Linked DNA regions of Gossypium hirsutum: regions 1 and 2 are each linked to region 3. Evidence: chromatin contacts called from public Hi-C data. All regions are on one chromosome and are shown on one strand. The core of a region is the stretch at or near the end of the contact, and the rest is flanking DNA. Distances in the headings are between cores, read along the strand shown.

Region 1 (3,476 bases), core at 329-2,828, 330 kb before region 3:
AAAGTAGTAATTTCCGTCATAATCTCATTCAGAAATTCTGCTCGCGCAGTTTTCACTAAAACAGTCATAACTTAAGCTCTTGAACTTGAAATCGAGTGATTCAAAGTTTGTTTCAAAACTAAGAGATAGATCTTAAAACTCTATGCAGACATCTAAGCCCATAAATGCCTAGATACCATCCAAAAATGCATCGCAAATTGACTAATCTTTTCAGCTTGAAAATTGACAGCTTGATTGAATTGATTTCAATAAATTTCACCCATTCCGTACATGTATCAGTCCTTGTTTTCTCGAAAAGATTCATCATCGTATTTTGTCTTTGATCAAATCTTGGTTTGATTTACTTAGCCTTTGACCTTATTGTTGGGCATTGAAGTAGTGTAAGCCCATCACATCCATAGGTCCGAAATTGGGCCTTGAGACTCTCATCATATAATCAATATTATCATTTGCAAATGTTAAATTATTTAAATTTACTGATTAACTAACTTATTACTATATTCAAATTCAATAAATCTACATCGCTTTTAGGATTATAATTAATTTATACACTAAACTCGTGCATCACACGTAAGAAGACTAATATTATATATTATAAGGTTTATCTAAAATAGAAATAAACAAACATGTTCACATTATAGTTTTTTAACAAATGGACACTCCCTCGTTTAAGGCACTTATTTTCAATTTGGATAAATTTCTCTTTTATATATTGTTTTTTAAATTAGGGCTTGTTTGATAGACCATTGAAAATAATAAGTATATAAGAACTATTTATCACTTAATGGAGGATATATTCAATCAATTAAATTTTATTTTATTTATTTTATTATTATATTATCCAATAAAAATTTTACGTTTAAAATTTGATTTTTGTTTAGAATAAAGTGAAATGTTTAAAAATTAAGGATAAAATGTAGAATTTTTTTTAATTTAAAATTTATGTTTATCAAACAATTTTATAACTTAAATTCAGTACTTAAAATTTTCAACACTTATTTTTCTGCATTTAATTTTTCAATTTATCAAACATTAACTTATATTAAATTAATTTAAACATTACTTAATTTTTGAACGTATATTACAATTCATAGGACTCCTTTTTTAAATTAATGTTTCATAATAAAATTATTTTTAATACTATTAATTATTATTTTTTCATGAATTAATTTATTTTCTAGTACAAAATTTTATAATAAAATATTGACATATCTACTTTTTATTAATCATTTTAATATAATATTTCAAATCTAAATTTTTCAATTTATTTTAACAATTAATATCTTTATTTATTATAATATTTTAATATTCTATTTCGAGACTTCAAAATAAAACAATAAATATATATCATTAATATGTATTATCAATTTTAAAATTTTTTAAAAACCAATTAAATTGACAAGCACAAATGATATTATTTTGATACGGACATACAAAGTAGCATTAAACCTAAAAGAAAATATGAAGTAGAATTGAGATACTTACAAATTTGTGGCTTTGTGCATAGTGGATGAAATGAAAGAAAGGCCCAATTCTAGTTATAAATTGAGTCTCCAAGTTATCATCTGTTTTCAGGACTTGGCCCAAGCTTAGGTCAGGTTGATCCAACTTCAACACAACCAAGAAATATGGAGTACTTCGGAGACACCTTCTCACAACCCCGCCAATTCCTTTCCCGCCATCAGAAAAAGGCCCTTTATTTTAGGTTTTGTGTTTTTGTTTTTCTACAGAATCAGATTAGGTTTTTGGTTTCTGTTCTCTGAAGCTGAAAAGTAGCAATTTTCTTTCTCTTTTTTTTCCCCTGTTTTTGGGCTTTTTGGTAAGTTGTCTCGAAAATGGATGAAAATTTTGATGAACAAAACAAGCTTCCAGAGCTCAAACTAGGTACCCACTCACTCCTTTTTCTGTTAGAAACTTCTTTTGATACTTTTAATTTTCTTTTGATAATTTTTTTCCAGGAATTTATGGTTGATAATACTTTTCTCCTTTTTTGGTTTTTTTTTTGGGTTACTGTTAACAGACGCTAAGCAGGCTCAAGGGTTTCTCTCATTTTTCAAAACTCTACCGAATGTAGGCCCCCTTTTCTTTTTCTATCTATTGGGATTTATATTACTAGTTATGGTTTTTTTTCCTTTAATGTTTATTTACTTATATAATGAAACCGAACAAGAACAGGTAAAATGGGGGAGAAAATGCCATGTCAATACTTAATATAGTTTGAAAAAAATGATTTAATTTGAACTATATTTCGTTTCCCTGATCATATGGTCTCTTCCTTTACAGGATCCAAGGGCTGTTCGGTTTTTTGATCGCCGGGTTAGTTCAGGCTTATAGTCTTTACCACTGTGGGTTGTAAAATTTTATGTTGTCTTTACTTCAATTATGATTATTGGTTAAATAATTTGCTTTGAGAACTGGGTGCTTATTTTTCACCTATATTAAGAAATGCCAGTTGGGTTGTCTTTGAAATTAAATATTTTTATTTCTTAATATATAAAAAAGGAAATGGAAATATGGTCTGCATATAACTGTTCTTCAGGAGATTGCTATATACGTATACGTGTGTTATCTGAAGTTCAGGGGAAAATGGTTAAATTTTTTAAAGGATCAGACGGTTTTGGAAATATTTTTCAAATCCATTTATTCATGCTAAAGTATATTGCCATTTTTGCAATGTCCTATCCCTAATTACCCATTTTCTTATATGTACCTTTCCCTTTCTACTTGTCAACCATTTCAACCTTCATCTCTGTCAGAATTTGTAAATGTGCAATGCTGCCTGTAAAAATACACAAGCGGACATCAAGACATTCTCATATTACACACATATATATAAATGCATATGTATATATTAGGTTTCTAAAACTTGTACAAATTGATTTTGTTCTATAATGCTAGTTTTATTTTCCTTTTCATTGTAAGCACCACATTTCCAAACTATTGTTTTCTGAATATACAGGATTATTATACTGCTCATGGTGAAAATGCAACCTTTATCGCAAAAACGTATTATCGTACTACTACTGCTCTCCGGCAACTCGGTAGTGGTTCGAATGGCCTTTCAAGTGTAAGTGTTAATAAAAACATGTTTGAAACAATCACCCGTGATCTTCTCCTGGAGAGAACAGACCACACTCTGGAGCTCTATGAAGGTAGTGGCTCCAATTGGAGGTTGATGAAAAGTGCCAGTCCTGGGAATCTGAGCAGTTTTGAAGATGTTCTCTTTGCCAACAATGAGATGCAGGATACACCTGTTGTTGTCGCACTGCTTCCTAACTTCCGTGAAAATGGTTGCACTGTTGGATTTAGTTATGTTGATTTAACAAAGAGAATACTTGGTTTGGTTGAGTTTCTTGATGATAGTCACTTTACTAATGTGGAGTCAGCTTTGGTTGCTCTTGGTTGTAAGGAGTGCCTTTTGCCCTTGGAGAGTGGAAAATCCAGTGAATGTAGAACTCTGAGTGATGCTTTGACCA
Region 2 (3,650 bases), core at 760-3,259, 270 kb before region 3:
CTTTTCTTTTATTTTCTAGTTTGTACCACATTTCTTACATTTTCTTTCTCCTCTTCAATGTGGTGCTATGGTTTTATGTTTGGCACTGTCTCAGTGCGATATACTGGCAATTCCAAGATTTTTTAATGACTGTTTCTGCATGTAAATATAATTTATACGGTTACCTTTTATCTCAGGTTTGGAGGCTTCAGGCAGCTCTTGGTGAGCAATCAGAAATCACCAAATATAGTCAGCAGGAGTTTGAGAGGCTTCAAAATGTAATTTTCAACTTTACCACTGCAGCTTTATTGGGTCAAATAATTAATTGTTAAACCTTGCATTACGAGCCTAATGAAGGTGGATTAAGATATATTCTTGTTGCTGACATGCGTGTTTTTTATGTAATGTCCAGGAAAAAGTGTTATGTAGGGTTTGCTTTGAGAGAGAGATACGTGTGGTTTTGCTCCCTTGTAGGCATCGTATTCTTTGCAGGTATAAGGTCCTTTTGATGTGATTGCATTTAAAGATGTATCCAAATGAAACTCAATCCTTTTCGCTCTTAATCAGATATTATTTTATTATTCTATGTTAAGCTCATCAGTTCCTTTGCATTGCAGTACCTGCTGCGAGAAGTGTAGAAAATGCCCTATCTGTCGGGTCTCCATCGAAGAACGCTTACCTGTATACGATGTTTAAATGGAAGTGCAGAGCAAATATCAAATAACCTAACAGGTTAGATGTTTTTATAAAGTTCTCATACTAGAGTGTTGCCAGTTTGAATTGACGTGAGCTAGTATAAAGATATAGAATATACATGCTATAATTACAAAAAGATTTTTCTCCGTTATTTTATATCTAATTACAGGAAATGTAAATATAGTTTCATGATAGGAATGAGATTCTGACATGGGGTTGTAAGGTTTTGCTAGCTTGTTAACTGGATCAGTAGTGCAGAATGACATGTTACGGTCCCTTTTTTTTAACAAAAAATTGTAAAACTGTAGAATTAATACTACTTGCCAGTTTATTCTGTGTATTCATTTATTCCTTTATTGGCTTTTTCTCAAAACACTTTTTTAACTTGTTACTTTTTGAGTTGGGATGAATGAAGTAGTAATTGTGCCCAAGACCAGACCTGAAGTTGGTTAGTAGATAAATTTATGGAGAGAAGTAAAAAGAATTATTGGGTGATGTGAAAAATATGTGATGCTTGTTGGTGTAGCAGTGGCTTTGGCATTTATTGGTGGATAGTGTAATAGAGATGAGCAGAGTTGAACATCCGTCGTCTTCTACTGAAAGCCAATGCCTTGTCGGATTCTGGGTTATGTTTGAAAATGGACTTTGGTCGACTGTTTTTTAGATTCGGCCGCATCATCTATTTAAACCGGACATTAACAAATTTTCTATTTAAAAAGTAACATTTGTATGAAGGCGTTTTATATTAAAGCTTCATTTGGTTTATAAGGAGTTAAGCATAATTTTATTTTTGACCCATGTCTTGAATGTACCATAGTGATCACATTTTCTTTTTCTTCCATGTAATAGAAAGATAATCATGAGTGTAATGAACTCCCAAGAAACAACTCCGGAAAGATAAGAGCTTTGCATAAATCCTAATGGGAGGTTTTTCAAAATGTTACAATGTTTTTTTAAATTAGATTGGTGGTTAAACCGATCAAATTATTGGTTCATCGGTTGATCTTGTTTGGTTTAATGATTTAATCAGTTTGATTAAAAAAATTAAAGGAATTTGATTGAACTGTCGTTTCAATCAGTTTTCTAGTGGTCAATCTATTCATATTCATATTGATTTTTGATCTAATTGGTTCAAAATTATATTTTAGATTGATCTTTTGGTCAATTTTTAGTTCAATTGTATTGACTTATAGATCCGGTGTCGTTCAAACTCTGAAAACGGAAATAAGCATGATGCCATGAAAAGAAAAAAGATCTACAAATATTGGTGGCAGGGAAGGGAACGCAGACCTCATGGGCCAAACTAATATTCCCTACTGCCTGAATTGAGACAAGGACATCATTTGCCTAACCTATTGCATATTTCCAATCTATACGAGATGAAGCCAAAACCTACATTATTATTACCCAAAGGCAAATATGCAGATATAATAAAACCTTAAAACTCATCAGACGTCACTTCAAACACTGCCCTTAATAATTAATAACCTTGAATCCCATGCCCAACTAATCACCTCTTCCTTACTACTTCACAGCTACAAATAACCCACACTTCTTTTCTTTTTCTTTTAAACTCAATATGTTAATAAATAATCTTTCATAATTAAATCAAATAGAAGACGATCAAAATCACAAAAGAACCCCAAATTCAAAGCTGCAAAGAGGGATGAATTCAAAGGAAATAAGCCCTTCACGTCGTTTCTTCCACATTTCTTGCAGCCTCGAGTACACTTTGTATATTTCAAAAAAAAAAAAAAAGTGTACACTTCGTAAACCATAAAACTACCATAAATGAGCCCAAGAACCCAAATAAAATAAAATAAAATCATACATGGTAATGGGATTTTGTCCCCATAAAGCAAGAACCTAAAAAGGTGGCAGCACATGGTTTATATCTACATCATTCGTATATGTTCTATGTGACCATGCATACCTATTGTTTTCCTCTAACTACATTTTCAATGCCTCCACCAATCTGGGAAGAATGTGCCACAAACCGAATGGCTCCGATTTATATTTATATGTAGAAGTATCTGGTTCATATTTAACACATGTACAAAAATTTAATTTTCAAGAATCCATCAAATACGTGAATCTTTTTTTAAAAAAATCTAACGATTACCATCTGACATATATGGCATTCACATATATGTTTAAGTAATATAGCTCTTAGAAAATAAGCATTGCTTGTGATTTTCTTGTAGCTTTCTTTCTGGCATGCGTGTTGACATAAAGGTGAGACTAAATCCTCTCACCACTACCTTCTTTTATACAATCATGTCTCCTGCAATTTCACAAATTTTTCTTCACTTGATGATTTTAAATGACAAATTGTTAGTATCCACCATGTTTTTTTCAAGCATATTAGCAGAAGCTAGAAAAAAGGTAGAAAAATTTCGTGGATTTTGCTATATATTTCGCTTCTAATAGGTAGTTGAAGATTCATGTTGCTTTGGTTATATATTAGGGAACAATGTGTCTTTTGGCTTCTTCAAATCCCATCACAGTTTTCTTTTTGTAGCCTTTATCGTTGCAATTAAGTGTTTTTTAGTGTCTTTTTGGTTAAAAGATACAAGCTTTCATTATTTTTTATTTATTTAGTTTTTGTGAATAATTATTTATTTTGAAAACTCTTTATTCAAATTTAAGAAGTAGAGTTTGAGAAAGCTAATGATAGATGAAAGGTGAAATCCCTATGATAGATGAAAGGTGAAATCCCTGATTTCTTGGATATTTATGATTTGAAAGTTATGTTATTTAGATTTGAATGTAAGTGTTAGATATAGGCATGTATGTTGATTTTTTATTTTTTATTTGTTGTTGTTTCTGTTAAGTTTTTCCATGTGTTTGGAGGGTATTATATCTCTTTACCCACATTTGATTTTTGAATAGGTATTGGACATGAATGCTCAAATAGATAAATTCAAAGAAAATGAAAAATAGAAATAACATTAATTTAGTGTGCGTTTGTTTTA
Region 3 (3,876 bases), core at 127-2,626:
TACATATAAACTTTCACGATTTCACTCTTAAAACCCTAAACCCTAATTCTTAACAAAAAACTCTAACTCTAACCCTAAAATTAAAAAAAAAACCCTTAAAAGTTTGAACAACTCAATTCGAATAACTCAAACTTTGAATTTCTTCGACTTGATTCGAGTTTTGCACACCCCTAGTTTAAATCAGTACCAAGTAGTCTTTGTTTTGCTTTGGTCAAAATTTTAATGTGTCTCAACCATTTCAGTGTGTTTCGGTCTATTTCAGTCAATATCAGTTTGTATCGGTGCATACCGGCTCCTATTGATTTGTGCAAAATTTTAAAATTTTTTATTTTAACCACTTTAAGTTTTCTATAATTATATTTAAAATTAAAAGCTATTAAATTAAATTATTGAACTTAATGAATAATTTTAAACTTATATTTACATATAAATATATTTATATGAATGTAATGGAGATGTATTTGTATCTATATGTAATACATAATTTTTTTTTAACAAAATAATATATAATTTATTAAGAAACTAAAAAATTATACTATAAATATATGTGAAAAGTATTTAAATGCATATATAATTTATCAAAAAACTAAAAATGAGTATATATGTAAAAAAATATTTAAAAAATCAATAAATCCAAAACAGTACATTAAAACATGTCAATATCGATAAATCCAAATAGATACATCAAAACATATCAATACGGGTACATACTAGTACCCAAACAAAAAGTGATTAGTCCACCGGTATAGTACTGACTATCCTGCTTGTGACACTAATTTAGTCAATAATTTAATTATAGTAAAGATGTTTGTTATTTTTTAAAATAATAACTTTTAAACCTTTACAAATTTAATTAATATCCGATTAACTTATGACACCAACTCAAATAAAAAAATTATAATAATATAGAAACAACATCTATCATATTTGAAAATTGATAACTTCTAATTAGGATCAAACCAATTCATAAATATGAAAATATAAAAGTTTAATGTTGCTCTCTTAGCAAAACAAGCTTGGCGATTGTTAGCTAATTTGAACTCGCTTGTTGCATGTTTGTTAAAGGCTAAATACTAATATTTTGAAAACCAAACTGGACTGGCCGGTCGAACTGGGAACTGGAAAAGTAACCAGTCCGTTCAACAGCAAAAATCCTTTTGAACCGAGTATCAGAAAAACCGGTCGAACCGGCTTTTGGAAATTTTGAACTCCCTGGATTAGGTCAAGCTGGAAAAACGATCCAATAATAAAAAAGTCTGGTTCTTTTCAACTATGAGACCAAAGCAGAAAAAAATAAATAAAAATAAATTTAAAATTTTGAAAACTAAAAGCTAATGTCCTAAATCTACCCGTGACCCTCACCCCCCACAGTCCCACACCCATCAGACCATCAGATTCTTCAGCCCCAGGATAGCACCGTCTACTCTGCCTCACCCACCCTCAATCTAGAAGGGTTTAAAGTTTAAATAGTAGAGTTATGAAGAAGAAAAGTTTAGGAAAAAGAAAAAAATATGAATTATTGAAAAAAAGAAAGAGAAGTTAGAGTGAAGAAGCCAAAGTAATCTCATCAGAAAAGAAAAGAAAGGACAGTGAAGGTCACCCACTTATAGTATTCACGAATAAGAACAAAAAATAAAACAAATATTAAAATAAGTAAAAAGTATGGTGTGTATTTACACACCTTGAACTAGCTAATGGTTGGATTCGGTGTCTACTCAGTGAAGAATGGAAATGTTTGGCTGAAGCTTTGTGACTTTGATTACCCAGACTTCTCATTTCTTCGATAGTATTATTTTTTCAACCTCCTGTTTTGCGTTATCTCTTCTTAGTTTCAAGACTTTGTATTTCCCCTTAATATCTTATTATTATCAGATGGCATTTTCTTCAAAAAGAAATATTTTGAAATCGAATTTCCTCACCTCCATTTTCAAGACAATAATCTCAATTTTTTAAAAAGAAAAATACGTGCACTGGAATTAGGATGGCGTAACAAACCCAAGTTGAGAACAAACTTAAGATCGAAAGACATGGATGTATATTATTAGCTATTTTGAACATAACATGATTGTGTTACATGTACAGTTTATTAAGTCTGTAAATTTAATTTCAATGCCATATTCTTCTCACAAGAACAAACCATAAATGAAGAAATGGCTAAGGGTAGATGTCACTAATATCCACGCGGAAGGTTCAAGTTTTTCTCAACGACGGCAGTTTCCTCAGAGCCATGGCTGCATTAACAAAAAATACATGTAGAGTCAGATTAATCTGAAAGGAAATCTGGCTTAGTTATAGTAATGATTAGGGCACGTTATCACCTGAGGTAGCTTAGAGCGGACATTCGGTATAGACAAGTAAACACTAGGATATGCAAACCAATTGTGTAGAAAAATGCAAATGTTCGAGCACACCTGCACTTACAAACCAAGTATTTCATTAGCAAATCAACGAACTTTCTAAGCAAGCAGGTATTATTGCGTCCACACGTCACGGAGAGAATTGCGTCAGACTCCCTTATACAATGGTGACCACATTAATTTAACTACGGGCCAACAAAAATGTGCTACTACTATTCTTATTTGATATATAGAAGGGATATAACACCCAAAAGAATGTAAAGGTACATGCACATAGAAATTCTGCTCATTTACAAATGCACATTTTTAGACAGGGAACAACACTCGGACCAAAGTTGACCTATAATAAGCATTTGAATGAAGTCAACTACCTTACACAATCATCCTGCGTTAAATGATCCAAACCCCAGATCCAATTACTATTCGGTTTGCTGTTTGCAAAGTAAAACGAGAAAAAAAGTTGAGCCTACTATAAGACATACCCCAACCTACGTGAAACCTATATTCACCCGCTTAAGAGTGACTATCCTCAAGAAAATAATGAAGTGGAAAGAAGACAGAGACCTAAACTCAACCTTGGTCACAATGCTAGACACCCCAAATCTACCAGCGTGATTGCCACCTTTACAAATGTGCATACACTCAAAAAGAAAAATGAAAGAAATGGAACAAGAGATCCTGCCAAATAAAGCATACTATACACTGTATATGCAATAGATGATGAAACAAAACCATACTTGTTTCCCAGAAGAAAACGTCCGCTGCTGAGTGTGATTCTGTCTCTGAAGCCCAGCTCCTTGTATCTTTGATCCCTCTCCTATGTAATAAATGAAATTGATTATTCCATTATATCCAACAAACAGCATGAATAGAAATGTGACCTGAACTCGAAGATTCCATGAATGTAAATGTTAACTGGATTATTTTGATATTTTCATATGAGTTGGCATGGACGGTAAAAAGCTGTGAGTTTGCATGTCTTGGCTGTTCAACTTTGTTCCCAACTAAAATAAGCTTTACAAGGACAATTCTTCTTCATTTATATTAGCCTGATAAAAATATGTCTCATAGCAACGGACAAGGGTGTGTATCAACATCTTATTTTGAATCAGTCTTGATACTTGCAAAGAGAAAGAATATTTGAGCATTGTTCCAAAAGAAACCAGAATTATCAGATCATTCATTGCATGTATGATGGAATGTATGGCACAAATACAAAATCTGATTTATGCTTGAAGATATGTAACTAAGAAAATTAAGTTGATTTAGTTCATCTAATAAAAACAAGCCTGTGAACACCCACAGTTTCTTCTCTTCTAAAATTTGTAAATTTGTAATGAATCAAACAACAAAGGGAACTCTACATGCCTAAGTTCAAAACTAAACTAGATCACGTGATATATGTGAACCTGACAGAGCTACATATTTCATGAATGGAGCTCAAGTTTACCAACCTTTTTTGAGAATGCTGCAAAGGGATTAATATCATCCTCATATATCTTCTTGTACTTGGATTCAA

The links. Hi-C and Micro-C count contacts between places; a contact is called where the count stands out from the background.
Region 1: a contact with region 3 is called in a Hi-C map of leaf, with 2.6 times the contacts expected there. The contact joins the promoter of LOC107897679 here to the enhancer-like site in region 3. A contact is called at or near these places in 2 of 34 Hi-C or Micro-C datasets (both in leaf).
Region 2: a Hi-C map of leaf shows a contact between it and region 3, with 4 times the contacts expected there. The contact joins two enhancer-like sites. A contact is called at or near these places in 13 of 34 Hi-C or Micro-C datasets (anther, hypocotyl, leaf and 1 more).

The regions. Positions count from the first base shown.
Region 1 is chrD09:24,177,051-24,180,526 of Gossypium_hirsutum_v2.1, forward strand. It overlaps LOC107897679 (DNA mismatch repair protein MSH2), which reads left to right and starts at 1,579. Exons shown (of 12, transcript XR_005918577.1): 1 at 1,579-1,884; 2 at 2,021-2,070; 3 at 2,284-2,316; 4 at 2,960-3,476.
Region 2 is chrD09:24,242,617-24,246,266 of Gossypium_hirsutum_v2.1, forward strand. LOC107892097 reads left to right here. Exons shown (of 14, transcript XM_016817088.2): 12 at 177-257; 13 at 392-471; 14 at 597-1,015. The coding sequence ends at 675. Among protein-coding and RNA genes, the nearest start is that of LOC107892097, 9.5 kb to the left of the region's middle. Within about 2 kb of position 2,010, at least 4 of the 9 cell types and tissues checked have an H3K27ac peak or open chromatin away from gene starts, as enhancers often do. A contact at or near this core is called in hypocotyl and leaf, where this site is marked.
Region 3 is chrD09:24,512,060-24,515,935 of Gossypium_hirsutum_v2.1, forward strand. LOC107892018 (protein CASP) reads right to left here. Exons shown (of 19, transcript XM_016816980.2): 16 at 3,812-3,876; 17 at 3,095-3,174; 18 at 2,319-2,411; 19 at 2,013-2,231. The coding sequence ends at 2,171. Among protein-coding and RNA genes, the nearest start is that of LOC107892018, 18 kb to the right of the region's middle. Within about 2 kb of position 1,377, at least 7 of the 9 cell types and tissues checked have an H3K27ac peak or open chromatin away from gene starts, as enhancers often do. A contact at or near this core is called in hypocotyl and leaf, where this site is marked.